Regions from separate parts of the Anas platyrhynchos genome. Here region 1 is linked to region 2. The links are chromatin contacts, called in public Hi-C maps. All regions are on one chromosome and are shown on one strand. Each heading gives the region's core, a stretch centred on a gene start, on an enhancer-like site or on the middle of the called end of the contact. The rest is flanking DNA. Distances are from core to core; before and after follow the strand shown. Region 1 holds the start of HNRNPA1 (heterogeneous nuclear ribonucleoprotein A1). Region 2 overlaps RACGAP1 (Rac GTPase activating protein 1).

Evidence for each region. A called contact is a pair of places that touch in the nucleus more often than the background predicts.
Region 1: a Hi-C map of subcutaneous adipose tissue shows a contact between it and region 2, with 2.0 times the contacts expected there. The contact joins the promoter of HNRNPA1 here to the enhancer-like site in region 2. A contact is called at or near these places in 2 of 8 Hi-C or Micro-C datasets (skeletal muscle and subcutaneous adipose tissue).

The regions. Positions count from the first base shown.
Region 1 is chr34:1,737,705-1,744,442 of IASCAAS_PekinDuck_T2T, reverse strand. It overlaps HNRNPA1 (heterogeneous nuclear ribonucleoprotein A1), which reads left to right and starts at 5,159. Exons shown (of 10, transcript XM_072031960.1): 1 at 5,159-5,319; 2 at 6,645-6,738. The coding sequence starts at 5,305. It overlaps CBX5 (chromobox 5), which reads right to left and starts at 4,875. Exons shown (of 5, transcript XM_072031971.1): 1 at 4,720-4,875; 2 at 1-166. The coding sequence starts at 125.
Region 2 is chr34:1,446,068-1,452,493 of IASCAAS_PekinDuck_T2T, reverse strand. RACGAP1 (Rac GTPase activating protein 1) reads right to left here. Exons shown (of 17, transcript XM_027445655.3): 17 at 5,435-6,386. The coding sequence ends at 6,311. Among named protein-coding and RNA genes, the nearest start is that of RACGAP1, 11 kb to the right of the region's middle. Within about 2 kb of position 3,658, at least 1 of the 8 cell types and tissues checked has an H3K27ac peak or open chromatin away from gene starts, as enhancers often do. A contact at or near this core is called in subcutaneous adipose tissue, where this site is marked.

The DNA.
Region 1 (6,738 bases), core at 3,910-6,409, 290 kb before region 2:
TTCCACTTGAGCAGATATTCCACCTGGCCCTTCACCACGCGCCGGTCCAGCACCTTCTCCACCACATACTCCTCCTCGTCTTCAGAGGACGAACTGTCTGCTGTCCTCTTGCTTTTCTTGCCCATAGCGCAGCACCCGGCGCCCACGCACCGCCGCCACCCAAATCCTGCGGGGTGCAAGGGAAAGGAGTTAGGGGGGAAATCCTAAAAACGGCCCCAAAGCCATCCCGAAATCCGTGAGGGCGGAGGTGAGGCCCCAAAGTCTGGGAGGAGAGAACCGAGGCTGAAGGAGCTGAGGTTTGCGCTTTGTGGATGCGGAAGGAGAGCCCCAGGTGCTGGGTTTTGGGGTTAAAAACCTTTCAAGGGGGCAAAGGGACCCCAAAATTCAGAAAGGGTTTGTGAAAAGGTCTCAAAAATAAACTTTGGAAGGGGCACAAGTTAGGGGGAACCCCAAAATCTGGAGGGAAGGAGGTGAGACCGAAGGAGCCGAGGTTTGCACTTTGTGGCTGTGAAAGGAGAGCCCCAGGTGCTGGGTTTTGGGGGTTAAAAGGTCTTCAAGGGGAGAGGGAACCCCAAAATTTAAAGAGGATTTGTGAAAAGGTCTCAGAAATAAACTTTGGAAGGGGCATGGATTAATGGGGACCCCAAAAATGACCCCAAAATTTGGAGGGAGGGAGGCGATGCTGAAGGAGTTGAGGTTTGCGCTTTGTGGATGCGGAAGGAAAGCCCCAGGTGCTGGGTTTTGGGGTTAAAAACCCTTCAAGGGGGTAAAGGGACCCTAAAATTCAGGGGATTTGTGAAACGGTCTCAGAAAAAAGCCCCCTTCCCACCAACCTGGCGATAAAAACCCAAAACCAGAGCAGAATTTCACCTTTTAGGGGAGTTTTAAAGACAAACGAAAAAGGGACGGGGAGAAAAGGGGGTGGGGGGAACCACGGGGCCCCCTCCCGAACACCAGGACTGCCAACACTGGGCGTTTTGGGGCAAAATCCCTGCGGAACGGCCAAAACCCTACAAAACTCAAACCCCGCCGCGGGCCAGGTGCCTGCTTGGGGCAAAAAACGGGGTTTTATGGCAAAGCCGCGTGCCGGCATCCCACGCCGGGCACGGGGCCAAGAGGGATTTTTTTAACCTTGTTTTTTTTTTTTTTTCAGCTTCTTTTTTTTTTAAAAAAAAAAAGAAAACAGCCCCAAAAATAACAAAAAAACCCTCGGAGCCAGGAAATTCCGAGCCAGGAATGGGGTGGCCGAGGAATTTCCTGCCCCGTGCCGAAAAGCGACCCCGGCGCCGCCCCCCCGCCACGGGGCGAGCTGGCGGCGGCGGTTTTGGGTGTAAACGGGACGGTTTTGGGTGTAAATGAGATGATTTGGGGTGTAAACGGGACGGTTTTGGGCGTAAACGGGACGGTTTTGGGTGCTCTGTCCCTCGCAGGGGCGGCAGTTCCCGGGAAAGCCGCGTGTCGGAGTCCTCTCCTGGAGGAACAAAAGAAAAGAGCCGCTTTGGTTCAAAAAGAGGTGGTTTGAGGCAAAAAGGGCCGCTTTGAGGCAAAAAAGGGTGGTTTGAGGCAAAAAGAGAGGCGCTGGCTTCTCCATCTTTCCCATTCCGGGGCAGAAAAGGGATTTTATTCGTTTCGATTTCCCCGCTCTGGGGGCCGAGGGACGTGGTGCCTGGCCGCAGCCCCCTCCCCAAAAGGCAGTTTTTAACCCCAAAACGTCCACGAGGCAGAACGGGAGCCGGGTTCCTTTTTAGGACCGAGGAGTTTTGCTTAAAAGCCCCAAGAATCCTTGGGAAACCCAAAAAAAAAAATCGGATGGAGAAAGGTGGCGGGGGGGGGCCCCGAGCTGGCGCCACGGCGCTGGCCCCCGCGGCCGCCCCGCTGTGATTTATGGGGCCGAGGAGGCGGCTTTGGGGCCATGGGAACGGGGGAAAAAACCCAAAGGAGGCGGCAGCGGGCGGACGGCCACGGCCACGGCCCCTTCTCGGGGGGATCACCCCAAAATCGGGGCAGGCAGAGCTGTGGAAATTGCCTTTTTTTGCCCTTTTTTTGGGGCTGCCGCGTGGCCGGTGCCCCAGGCTGGGGTCACGGCTCGGTGCAGCTGGAAAACAAACGGGACTGGCACTGAATAACCCCAAAAGAGTCCCGAATAACCCCAAAAGAGTCCTGAACAGGGCTAAATAACCCCAAAAGAGTCCGGAATAACCCCAAATCGGTCCCAAACAAGGCTAAGTAGCCCCAAAACAGCCCCGAACGTGGGTAAGTAACCCCAAAACGGTCCCGAATAACCCCAAAATAGCCCTGAGCGTAGCCAAATAATCCCAAAACGGTCCTGAACAACCCCAAAACAATCCTAAATGTAGCTAAACAGCCCCAAAATAGCGCAGAATAGCCCCAAAACAGTCCAGAATAGCCCCAAAACAGCCCCGAAAATGGCTAAGTAACCCCAAAATGGTCCCAAACATGGCTAAGTAACCCCAAAACGGGCCTGAATAACCCCAAAATATCCCTGAACGTGGCCAAATAACCCCAAAGTGGTCCCGAGTGTGGCTAAATAACCCCCAAACGGTCCTGAACAACCCCAAAAGAGCCCCGAACATGGCTAAGTAACCCCAAAACAGCCCCAAAGGTGGCTAAGTAACCCCAAACAGCCCTGAATAACCCCAAAATAGCCTTGATAGTGGTTAAATAACCCCAAAACAGCCCCAAACTCTCCTCGTCCCGGCTCCCCGGCTCGGCACCCGCCCCGTTCCGACCCCGGGCGCCCCTCTCTTTGGGATTTAGGAGCTGTAAAAGAATCAGAAAACCCTAATGGGCGATGACAGGGGCAGCAAACCACAGCGAACCTGTGAGTTATCGCCCCATAGCGCCATAAAAACCCCGCTCGGGGCTCCCCCCAGCCCTATAGGGCCGAATGCCTGCAATGGGGTCGTGCTGGCTCCTTCACCCCAAAAAATCTCCCCCATTGGGGTAAGGGGAGAGGTGGTGCCAGGGGGGATGAAGCCCCCCCTGCGCTGTGTCCACCCGTCATGCTGTGGGGTTTTTGGGGTGGGGGGATAAGGGGGGGATGGAAGTGGGATTGGAGAGACCCTAAAGGGGTGCAGGGCCTCAAAGGGAACCCTAAAAGGCTGCATTGGGGTTTATGGAGACCCCAATGGGGTGTAAAGCCCTAAAGCGAACCCCACAGCCCCCACCGGGCTCAGAGGGACCCCAAAGGGGTGCAAAGCCCCCAGGGGAACCCCACAGCCCCCGCTGGGCTTGGAGAGACCCCAAAGGCGTAAACCTTCCCCCCCACCCCAAGGAAACCCCACAGCCCCCAATGGGTTTGGAGAGACCCCAAAGAGGGGGAGAGGCTCCAGGGAACCCCACAGCCCCCACCGGGCTCAGAGAGACCCCATTGGGGTGCAAAACCCCAGAGCAAACCCTACAACCTCCTGTGGGCTCAGGGAGACCCTGGGGGGGGGGAAAGCCCCCAGGGGAACCCCACAGCTCCTGCTGGTCTTGGAGAGACCCCAAAGGTGTAAAACCTCCCCCCCCACCCCAAGGAAACCCCACAGACCCCAATGGGTTTGGAGAGACCCTAAAGGGGGGGGGGGCAAAGCCCTATAGCGGACCCCACAGCCCCCCCAGGCTCACAGAGACCCCATTGGGGCGCAAAACCCCCAAAGGGAACCCCACAGCCCCCACTGGGCTCAAAAAGACCCCAAAAAGGTAAAAACCCTCCAGGAAACCCCCCAGCCCCAAAAAGTCTTGAAGAGACCCCAAAAGGGTGAATTCCCCCCCCCCCCCCCAGGGACCCCCCCAGCCTCCATTGGGCTCACAGAGCCCCCATTTGGCTTCAAAGCCCCAGAGCAACCCCCACAGCCTCCTGTGGGCTCACGGAGACCCCAAAAGGCCCCAAACCCTACAGCGACCCCACAGCCCCCCCCAGGCCTTGGGGAGACCCCAAACCGGGGGCAAGGCCCCAGGGACCCCCCCCAACGGCCTCCAGGCGGCTCGGGGGGACCCCAAAGGGGCACAAAGCCCCCGAGCAACCCCCCCCCCGGCCCCTAAATGACTCACGGAGACCCCAAAAGGGGCTGAAATTACCCCAAAAATCCCCAAAATCCCGGTGGGGGGGGCGTGGGGGGGGCGTGGGGGGGGGGGCCCTGAGGGGGCCGCGGAGGCCCCGCTGTGAGGGGAGCCCCGGGGGCGGGCCCAGCGCCCCGCCGCCCCCTCCCATTGGCCGCCGCCGCCGCCACTCCGCTCCGCGCCCCGCCCTCATTCGCTGCCCCTCACGCCCCTCAGCGCTGCGAGCCCCGCCCCTCCTTCCACCCCATTGGCCCAACGCGCTGTCACTCGCCTCCCCGCCCCGCCCTCCCCGCCACCCCATTGGCTGATCCCCCAAAGCTCCTCGCTCCCGCCCCTCCTCGACCGCCATTGGCCCGCGCGGCTGCCAATCCAAGCGGCGGGTCCCGCCCCCGCGGCCTGCCCCCCATTCATCCGCCTCCCGCCGCCGCCACCTGCCCGGGGAGCGGCTCCGGCTCGGGCCCCTCCGCCTCGCTCCCGCCGCCCCTCAGCGCCGCCGCCGCCGCTCCGCGCTCCGCCCGCCAAAAGCGCCCGCAGCGCGCAGGCGCCGCCGGCCGCGCTCCGCGCATGCGCGCTCCCCTCCCTCCCCCCCTCCTCTTTCTCCCGCTCCCCCCTCCTTTCCTGTAAAGCCCCGCGCATGCGCAGTGCCCGCCGCACCTTGGGCGCTGCCGGGCGGGCGGCCCCTGCTCGCCGCCGCCGCTCCCAGCAGAGCTCGTCCGGCTCCTCCGAGCTGCGCCGGGCCCGCCGCGGGGCAGCGCTGAGTGACGGCGGCGGCAGCCAATGGGGAGCGCGTCCCCCGCGGGATAGCCAATCAGAGGGAGGCGAGGGGCGGGACGCGCGAGGAGGGAGCCAATCAGAGCACAGCGAGGCAGTCGCCGGGCCGAAGCGGGAAAAGCGGCGCGAGGCGGGGCCGCGGGGGGCTCGCCCAATCGGCGCGCGGCGGGGGCGGGCTCTGGCTCGGCTCACCCAATCGGCTGCGGCGGCGCGGGAGGGGCGGTTGATCCTGACCAATGAGAGCGCGGCTCTCTTCCCCGCCGCCCAATGGGGTGCGGCGCGGGGGCGCGGGGCGGGCGGCGCCGCCCAATGGGAGCGGCCGGGGGGCGGGCTCTCGGCGGGGGCGGCGGAGTGAGGCGGCGGCGCTCGCGTCGCTCGGCCCCTTTCTGTGTCGGCGCCTCGCAGAGGGAGCATCGCGCGCCGAGCCGCCCGCCGCCGCCCAGCCCCTCCCCGCGCCGCGCCGCCGCCATGGCTAAATCCGAGGTGAGGCCTCCCCGGCCCCGCCGCTTCCCCAAACCCCGGCCCGGGCTCGGAGCGCGGCCTCCCCGCCCCCCGCCGCCCCCCCTCCGGGCCTAGCGCGCGGGGCCCGGCGCGCGCACTGCGCCTGCGCGGCCCGCCCGCCCGCCGCGCGCTGCGCATGCGCCGCCGCGACCCCCCGCCGCTAGGGCGCATGCGTGAGGGGAGGGGGGCGCGCGCTGCCCCCCCCACACTCCCTCCCCCCTCCCCTCCCTGGGCGCGCGCGCGCGCCGGGGCCACGTGCGCGCCTTTGTGCTCGGGTGGGCGATGGCGGCCGCGCGGCGTCTGCGCATGCGCGGCGCGCAGGGTGAGGGGGGGGCTCCTGGGGTTGGGGTGGGGGGAGGGGACAATGGGGGGGGGGGGCGTCCTGGTGGAAGGGGGGGGAGGGGGAAGGGAAGGGTTGTAGGGGGGGTGGGGGGGGTCATAGGGGGGTTATGGGGGGGGGTTGGGGGCTTTATGGGGGGGTTGGGGGGTGGGAAGGGTCTTTGGGGGGGCTTGGGGGGGGAAAAAGTGGGGCTGGGGGCGCTGTAAAGGCTCTGTAGGGCCCCCCCCAGGGTTATTTGGGGGTTCTGGGGTGTGAAGTGGTGTTAAAGCCTCTGCGCCCCCCCCCCTTAAAGATTAATTTGAGGGTTTTAGGGCAAAAATTGGGGCTGGGGGATTCGTAAAGCTTTTCCAGCTCCCCCCCCCAGGGGTTATTTGGGGGTTCTGGGGTGTAAAATGGGGTTGGGGTCTTGCTAAAGGCTGCGCAGCCCCCCCCTCCCTGGGATTTATTCAGGAGTTTGGAGTTATAAATGTGGGGCTGGGGGCTCTATAAAGCTCTTGTAGCCCCCCCCTCTTGGGGTTATTTGGGGGTTCTGGGGTGTAAAATTGGGTTGGGGTCTTGCTAAGGGCTGAGCACCCTCCCCATTTAGGGATTTGTTTGGGATTTGTGGGGAGTTGGTAAAGGAAAGGGGGTGGAGTTGGGGTGTTTGGGGGTGGGGGCAGTCCGGGGGGGTGGGGGGTGAGGAAGGGGGTTGGGTCCAAAAGGACCCCCCCAAGGGGCTGTAGGGGGGCAGGGAGGGGCTGTAGGGAGACAGGAGCCCAGAGAGGGGCTGTGGGGGGGCTGTTTGGGGTCCCTTGGGGGGGGGCACAGCCTTGAGGTGGGGAGGGGACAATGGGGTCTCCATGGGGTTAGAGGGGGGCCTATTGGGGCACCTGAAGAGCCCCATGGAGGGGATTTGGGGTACCCTGTGATGAGGAATTGGGGTGGGGGGGCCTTAATAACCCCCCCCCTCATTGCTGTCACCCCGCAGTCTCCGAAGGAGCCGGAGCAGCTCCGCAAACTCTTCATCGGCGGCCTCAGCTTCGAAACCACAGACGAGAGCCTGCGCAGCCACTTCGAGCAGT
Region 2 (6,426 bases), core at 2,409-4,908:
AGCCACAAGAGCAGAGGGAGCCACAGTCTGATGAGCAAGCTGCAGACTTGGAAAAATAGTTGGTTTGGAAGAAAAAAAGGCTGGAACATTGAGTCCCCTGCCCCAGGCGGTCACTGCTGTGGGAAGCTAGGACCAGATCGACATGGAGATTTCTGCAATGCCTTCGCTGCTGGGAAGGGTAGGACTTGGCCGTGTTTCTGAGCTATTGCAGCCAGCCAGCTGCCTTCCCCACACATCCTTCTTCTCTCTCCTCATCCAACATCTGTAAAGAAGGACCAGGGCACCCTCTCCTCGCCCCTGTTGCGCTCCCAGCTGAAGCATCCTCAGTCCCATTGAATGATCCGAGTGGCTCCTGCTGTTTCCCACCCCAGAAAACTTCTGCTCCCCAAAGCTCACCTCCTAACTGGCATTCAATCCCTCTGCAGCAAGCAACCCTGCTCACAGGAAAAGGGGCTGAGCTGCAAAATCCGCTTTTAACTTCTACTGCCCATGCCCCCAGGCAGCTCTGTGTTACCTGGGCACGAGAGGTGGCCTGAAGGCTACAGCCCTGCAGCCAAAAAAAATTGTTAACAGCTCTCTGGACCCCAGCTATCCCACACGCTTTAGCAGGACAGGGTTTTTGCTGCTTTTTGTTGCCAAACTGCACGCCCTCGATCAGCCCCTGGTGCTCCAGCATTTCCCAGCCTCGCTGCACAGCGAACGCTCGGGGCTTATCGCAGCATCAGAGCAGTTGGGAGACAGTTGAGTGTCTCTCTCGGTGCTGATAGAAGGGAAGGCTTTGCTCTTGGAGATAAGAAGCCCTCCCTGAGGAGCCAGGGGAGTTCGTTGGTATCGGAGCGTCTTCCAGCGCTTCACAGATGTACCCTTGGAGCGCACGAGATGGCGAGGCGGTCACGTAGCCAGCAGCCAGGGAGGGCTGCGTTTTTGAGGTCAGTTAACCGAATCCCTCGCTATCGTTTATTTTCCCTTCCCTCAAATTATTTTTCCTCTTGTTGATGCAGCTTTTGCGGTGACCTCGTTGGCTCACCGAGACGTAAACAGACGCTGGCGTCCTCGTATTTTTGGAGATAGATTAATTGAGGAAAGATGGTAGGAAGGTATTTCAGCCCAAGATTTTGAAACACTTAACGGCTCCACTCTGCTGCTCTCTGTGCTTGAGAAACAAACCTGCAGCGAGGGCTGGTAGCAAATATTGTCCAAGCTGGTTGGAACAGGTGTGCCTGGAGAGAAACTCACTGCCACCTCCAGACAGAGCTCCCCGCAGCACCCCAGGGCAGCAAATCCAGCCTCTGCTGGTTACATGTCAGCTGCTGCTCGTGTACCAGTAAAGCAGAAGGTCTAGGAAGTCCTCTCTGGAGGAATTCAGCTGATCTAGATTCCCCCACGTCAGGTAGTTTGGGTGAGCAGAGGAATCAGGGCATGCACAGAGGTAAAGAGGGATGAATGCCTTCCACAAGCAGCTCCATCAAAGGCTGAGAGCCCTACTTTTCTCTTTTAAACTACCCATAGAAACCTTCCCATTTCCAAATAGATGTCCTTTTCTCCAAATAAATGAGGGGAAAAAATGGAATATTGTTAAAAACTAATCCTGCTGTGAGGTAGAGACCTAAACCCAGTGCAGACACCCCTGCCCTGCAGCGCCTGCCCGAGCTCTCCGATGGAAACCCTGTGCCCTCTGCTGGTGCAAATCACTGCAGCAACGCCTGCGTTAGGCACAACTATTTCCTAGTAGGTAGCTGGAGAAAATAAACATTGCTCAAGTATTTAAGCCCTTACCTAGTGGAAAGCTTGCCTGGGTGGGTCTAATAAAATATATTGCGTCTCTCCATAAGCCTTGCCTCGTTTACTTCCTTGTGCTCTCACGGTTATGCCCATACTGCCAGAAACTGGGGCTCAGAGCATGGACCCAAGAGCAACCAAAGGCTGTGCAGAATCCTCTGTGCCTCTTCTAGCTTCTGAGCAGGCTTTTGCCAGCATAGCTCTTGTCCGATGGGGTCGTGCAATAACCAGGAAAAGTGTATGAACCAAATACCTCTGCACAGGTGCGGTGACACCTGTGAAACTCTGCTTTTGCCAGCTCCTTTCCCTGGAGAAGCGTGACCATCCACCTGCAGAGCCACAACGTGCTACAGCCAGGAGCAGCAGAGGCAATAGGATCTGAAAAAGCACAGCAGAAACCAACGCTGCCCTTTTGTTCCGTGCCTTCTTACTCATAGAAACTTCACCTGTGCTTCGGTGCCAACAGGGAGATTAAATGCAATTAATAAGAGAAAGGTTTTAAATATCCAGCCAGGGCTCAAGCTTTGTCAGGGAAATCCTGCTGCCGCACCTCGATGTATTTTTAGTTTTGGCCTTAGTTACTCAGCTTCAGCTCCTTGAAACTCCCTAACCCCTGAGGCACCGTGTTCAGGGGAGCAGCACTTCCAGGCTCTGCGTTTCCTCATCACGGTGCTGAGCAGTTTGGGGGCTCAGAGCCCCTTTGTTGTTTCTAAAAAATCAGGCAACAAATCTGGATTTTTCTTCTTTTTTACTCAATAAAGGACCAGGAGCCTGCTGGCCTGTCTTTTTTTTAGCCACTTCATTTGGTCTTATAAAGATTATTTCCTCCTACAAACAGCTTCTGCCCTGGCTCTACTCACAGATTACTGCAGTTACAATAACTATCAAAAAGGAAGATGAAAACCAGGGTTCAGAAGCACAAGTTTGCCACGGGCAGCAGCAAACTGCTGTGTGCAAAGGGAAAAAGAGGCAGAAGAAACAAATCCACCCCCAAGGCACAGAGGGGGGTACGGTCAGGGCCTGTCCACAGCCAACTGCTTCAACCCCTCCCTTCCCCGAGCAGGCAGCGGGGGGACTTTAGGACTTGAAGGGTGTGTTTGCAAACTCGGGAAACGTCTGGGCCAATAAACCAGGATTTCCTTTCAATCAGCTCGGAGCATTTGATCAGCATTATTCGATGGAACAGAACTGCTTCAGGGCCAAGGGCTGTGTTCAGGCGATCTCCAAAGCTGCTTGGGTTTTTCATCTCTGCATCTTGTTGCAGCTCTTTTGCTTTTTCCTTCCCACTGTTTATCTCTCGCAGCACCAAGCCTTGCCTGTACTTCCTGTTTGGCTGTGCAGCTAGTAGTTTTCTCATTTGCTGTTATTTTTGACTTCCATCCAAGCTTTGTATGATATTAATAGCCATTTCACAGAACCATAATCATCCTCAAAACAGTCCTAATATTAGCAGGAGAAAGAGCCAAGAACTGTTGCCCAGGACAGAGGAACTCGTGCTCTGAATTTCTGCTCCCTGCTGCCAGCACTGCCCACAGCCCCTGGAACCCAAAACCCTGTCCATCATCCAACTTGCCCAGTCCCAAGAGGGCAGAGGCAGAATTTGGGATATGTGAACACCGGTGGCCACACTAGTGATGGCACGCAAGAGGTAAAGGATGAGCTGCAGCTTCAGCTTGTTCCATCTGCAGAAATAACTGGTGTAATGACGTGGCCCTGGCCACAACAGGTGATAGAGAAGGGGCTTGGTGCAAGCCAGGGTGCATAAAAAAAAATATTTTTGTGAGGATTCAAGAATTAGAACTTACCAATAGTCTAACTGCTGGCTCAGCCTCACCAGGATTGCTTACCACCAGGCCAGTTACAGCAGTGAAAACTATTAATAGCCAAATTGCTCCATTTCTATTAAGGGCTGCCAGTAACTGGAGAAAAAAAAAGAAAGAGTTGCCCCTTTCCTTTGATGAGAAATTCTCCCATCTTCCTTTGCATTGCTAGTGACTCACCAGCATCCTGAGCTCTTCTCAGAGGCAAGTATGATGTTGATGGGTTTTTGTCTCCTCTTTACTGGGAAGAATATGATTGTTTCTTCCTCCTCATTTTAGGGTCTACTTGAGGCTATTTTTATATATTTTTCTTACACTTTTTACACTTAATTCTTTCCACACACAGCTACAATTCCCCGTTACATCCACACTTATGATATCACTTCTTTTTTTCCTGTTACCATTAGGTTTGTCACCTACCCAAGCTGTGTTACTTAATGATCTGTTACTGATGAGTTGCTAATAGCCCTGGGGCCATCCTGTCCTCAGTGCCCACAGACCACACCTGCTAGACCTACCTGTTCCTTAAAGAAAAAAATCAGATTTACCACAGGCACCGCCATCATACCCCACAGTTACATAAAACTACACAGATTCAATTGCTAAAACCCATTAGGTAACAGCCAGGCAGTCGTTTAGCTTGTTTACCTGGAACAGCAAACTACAGCAAAGTTTTGGGCAGGTCAGGGCAGCTTTAGACAAAACCAGCCTGGCGAGCCCCAGTGCCAAGGTCTTCACACTCCGTGGCCTTTTTCTGATGACACCACCATAAATACTGGATTGCAGGACTGCAGAACACACCCCTCTTCCATCACCTCAGTCCTGTTGTTTCCTCAAAGCTGTGATATTAACAGCGATCTTCTCAGGCAGGAAGACTCCAGGGTGAGTTCAGATCCTGCTGCTGTGACCACTTGCTCTCCTTGCCCCTTTGTTTACTCAGGCTCTGGTCCCATTTTGTGAAGGGAAGGCAATAGCTTCATGGCAGGTAGAGCAGGATGCTTTCTTTTCTGATTTAAGCTGCTTTCTTTCAGTTTTGTTTCCCCTATCCTGCCCAGAAGGGAAATACTTTCTCCACTGAAGGATCAGTCAGTAAACCTCAGACTCTGCACTGCCCACCAAAAGAGGCAGAGCCTGAGGCACTGCTCCCTGCCAGTGACAGTCCCAGAACCATTTCGGTTGGAAAAGACCTCAAAGATGAAGTCCAACCATTAACCTAGCACTGCCAAGCCTACCACTAAACCACCTCCCTACGCACCACATCTGCATGTCTTTTAAATACAAATACCTCCAGGAATGGTGACTCAACCAAGTGGCAGCCTGCTCTGATGCTTCACAACCCTTTCAAGGGAAGTTTTCCTTAATATCCAACCTAAAATTCCCCCGGCACAGCTTGAGGCCATTTCCTTTTGTCCTATTGCTCCTTCACTTGATGTTACGCCCACAGCAAAGTGTGTTAAGTGCACAGCAGCCATCCTTGCAGTGGATCCTGCTGGGATCAGGAGCAGTAGTGGCGGCTCCCAGCTGCCCCACCTCCTGCAGGGTGCAAACAAGGCTGGAGAAGCCTTCACCCTGCAGACCCCACACCAAAGGGAGGCAACGCAGGCCCCCTGTGTTCACCCAAAGCTATTTTGCTTCCTGTAACAACACCAGGGAAACAAAATGGTTCTTCTGCTTCCCCTGGGCCAGTAAGACTGCACCCCAGCAGCCAAAGCTGACAGATTTGTTAGTTGTTATGGCAGTACAAGAGTAACATAGTACCAGAGCCTTGCATACAGGCCCTGGCCAAAACTCCCCAACACAAATAAGAGGCATTAGCTGGAGAACAGAACCACAGGTCACATAGAAATTCAAGATTTACTTCGCTGCACAGGTTAGGACAGTTTTCCAGAGCTCAGTAAAAAACAGCCAGTTGATAAACTTTTGTATTCTCCCAAAGTTTTTCCATGCAGCAGTACACAAGGTCACATCCAATTTCAGAAAGCAGAGACTCCCAAAAACAAGGGTGCTATTAAACGACCCTCAATCCCCTCACCAGTATGAACATCACTATTAATTAGTTTTGAGTACCCAAGAATCCTTCAGGATCGGTATCCTTGTATCTAAATACAGTCCTCTACAAGATTTCCTCTACAAAGTTTTCCCCTTGTAAACACAGTACCAGGGAATGTTTCTTTGGGAAAAGTCACACTCTCTGTGGCAGTTAATTAAAGTGTCTTCTGCCTGATGAGACAAATGCAACAACGCCACCGTCAGGATTACAGGCTGCACCACCACAGTACAGCCAAGAATTACAGACTCTGTGCTGTTTGAAAGACTGGATTCTGACACAGCTCAGTCAATGGGAGGAGGAGGTTGGGTCGCTCCTGCGTGAAGAGCAGCCTACATGCTAGGGAAAAACAAAAATACAGCTTACAATTCTGTTTCACTTATCACAGGTAGAGGATGCTATTGGAAAGCGTCAGCGAGTTCAGCCATTTCTTTGTTAATTAATACTTTGAACAGATCCTGTAGTTACTTTCTTCACCAATACTAAAAGCATTAGATAATAAAATACATTGCACAATAAAAAACCCATTAAAATTCTTAGTTAAGCTGAAAGGTAAAAGGAAAAATATCTTATTTCACAAGCTGCCAAGGAGGGGAGTTGTGTTTGTTGTACTCATAAGTGTTGGTGTGCAAATCCTAGGATGACATTCACTCCCAGGTCCACTTCACTTCAGCATAGGAGAGGCAAAGAAGTTGGCTTGACGCCCCAGCTGGCTTGTTGACTTGCTTTTGCTCCCAAATCTAGTTCAAGAGAAGTAGAAAAGTGAGGTTTGGCTATAGA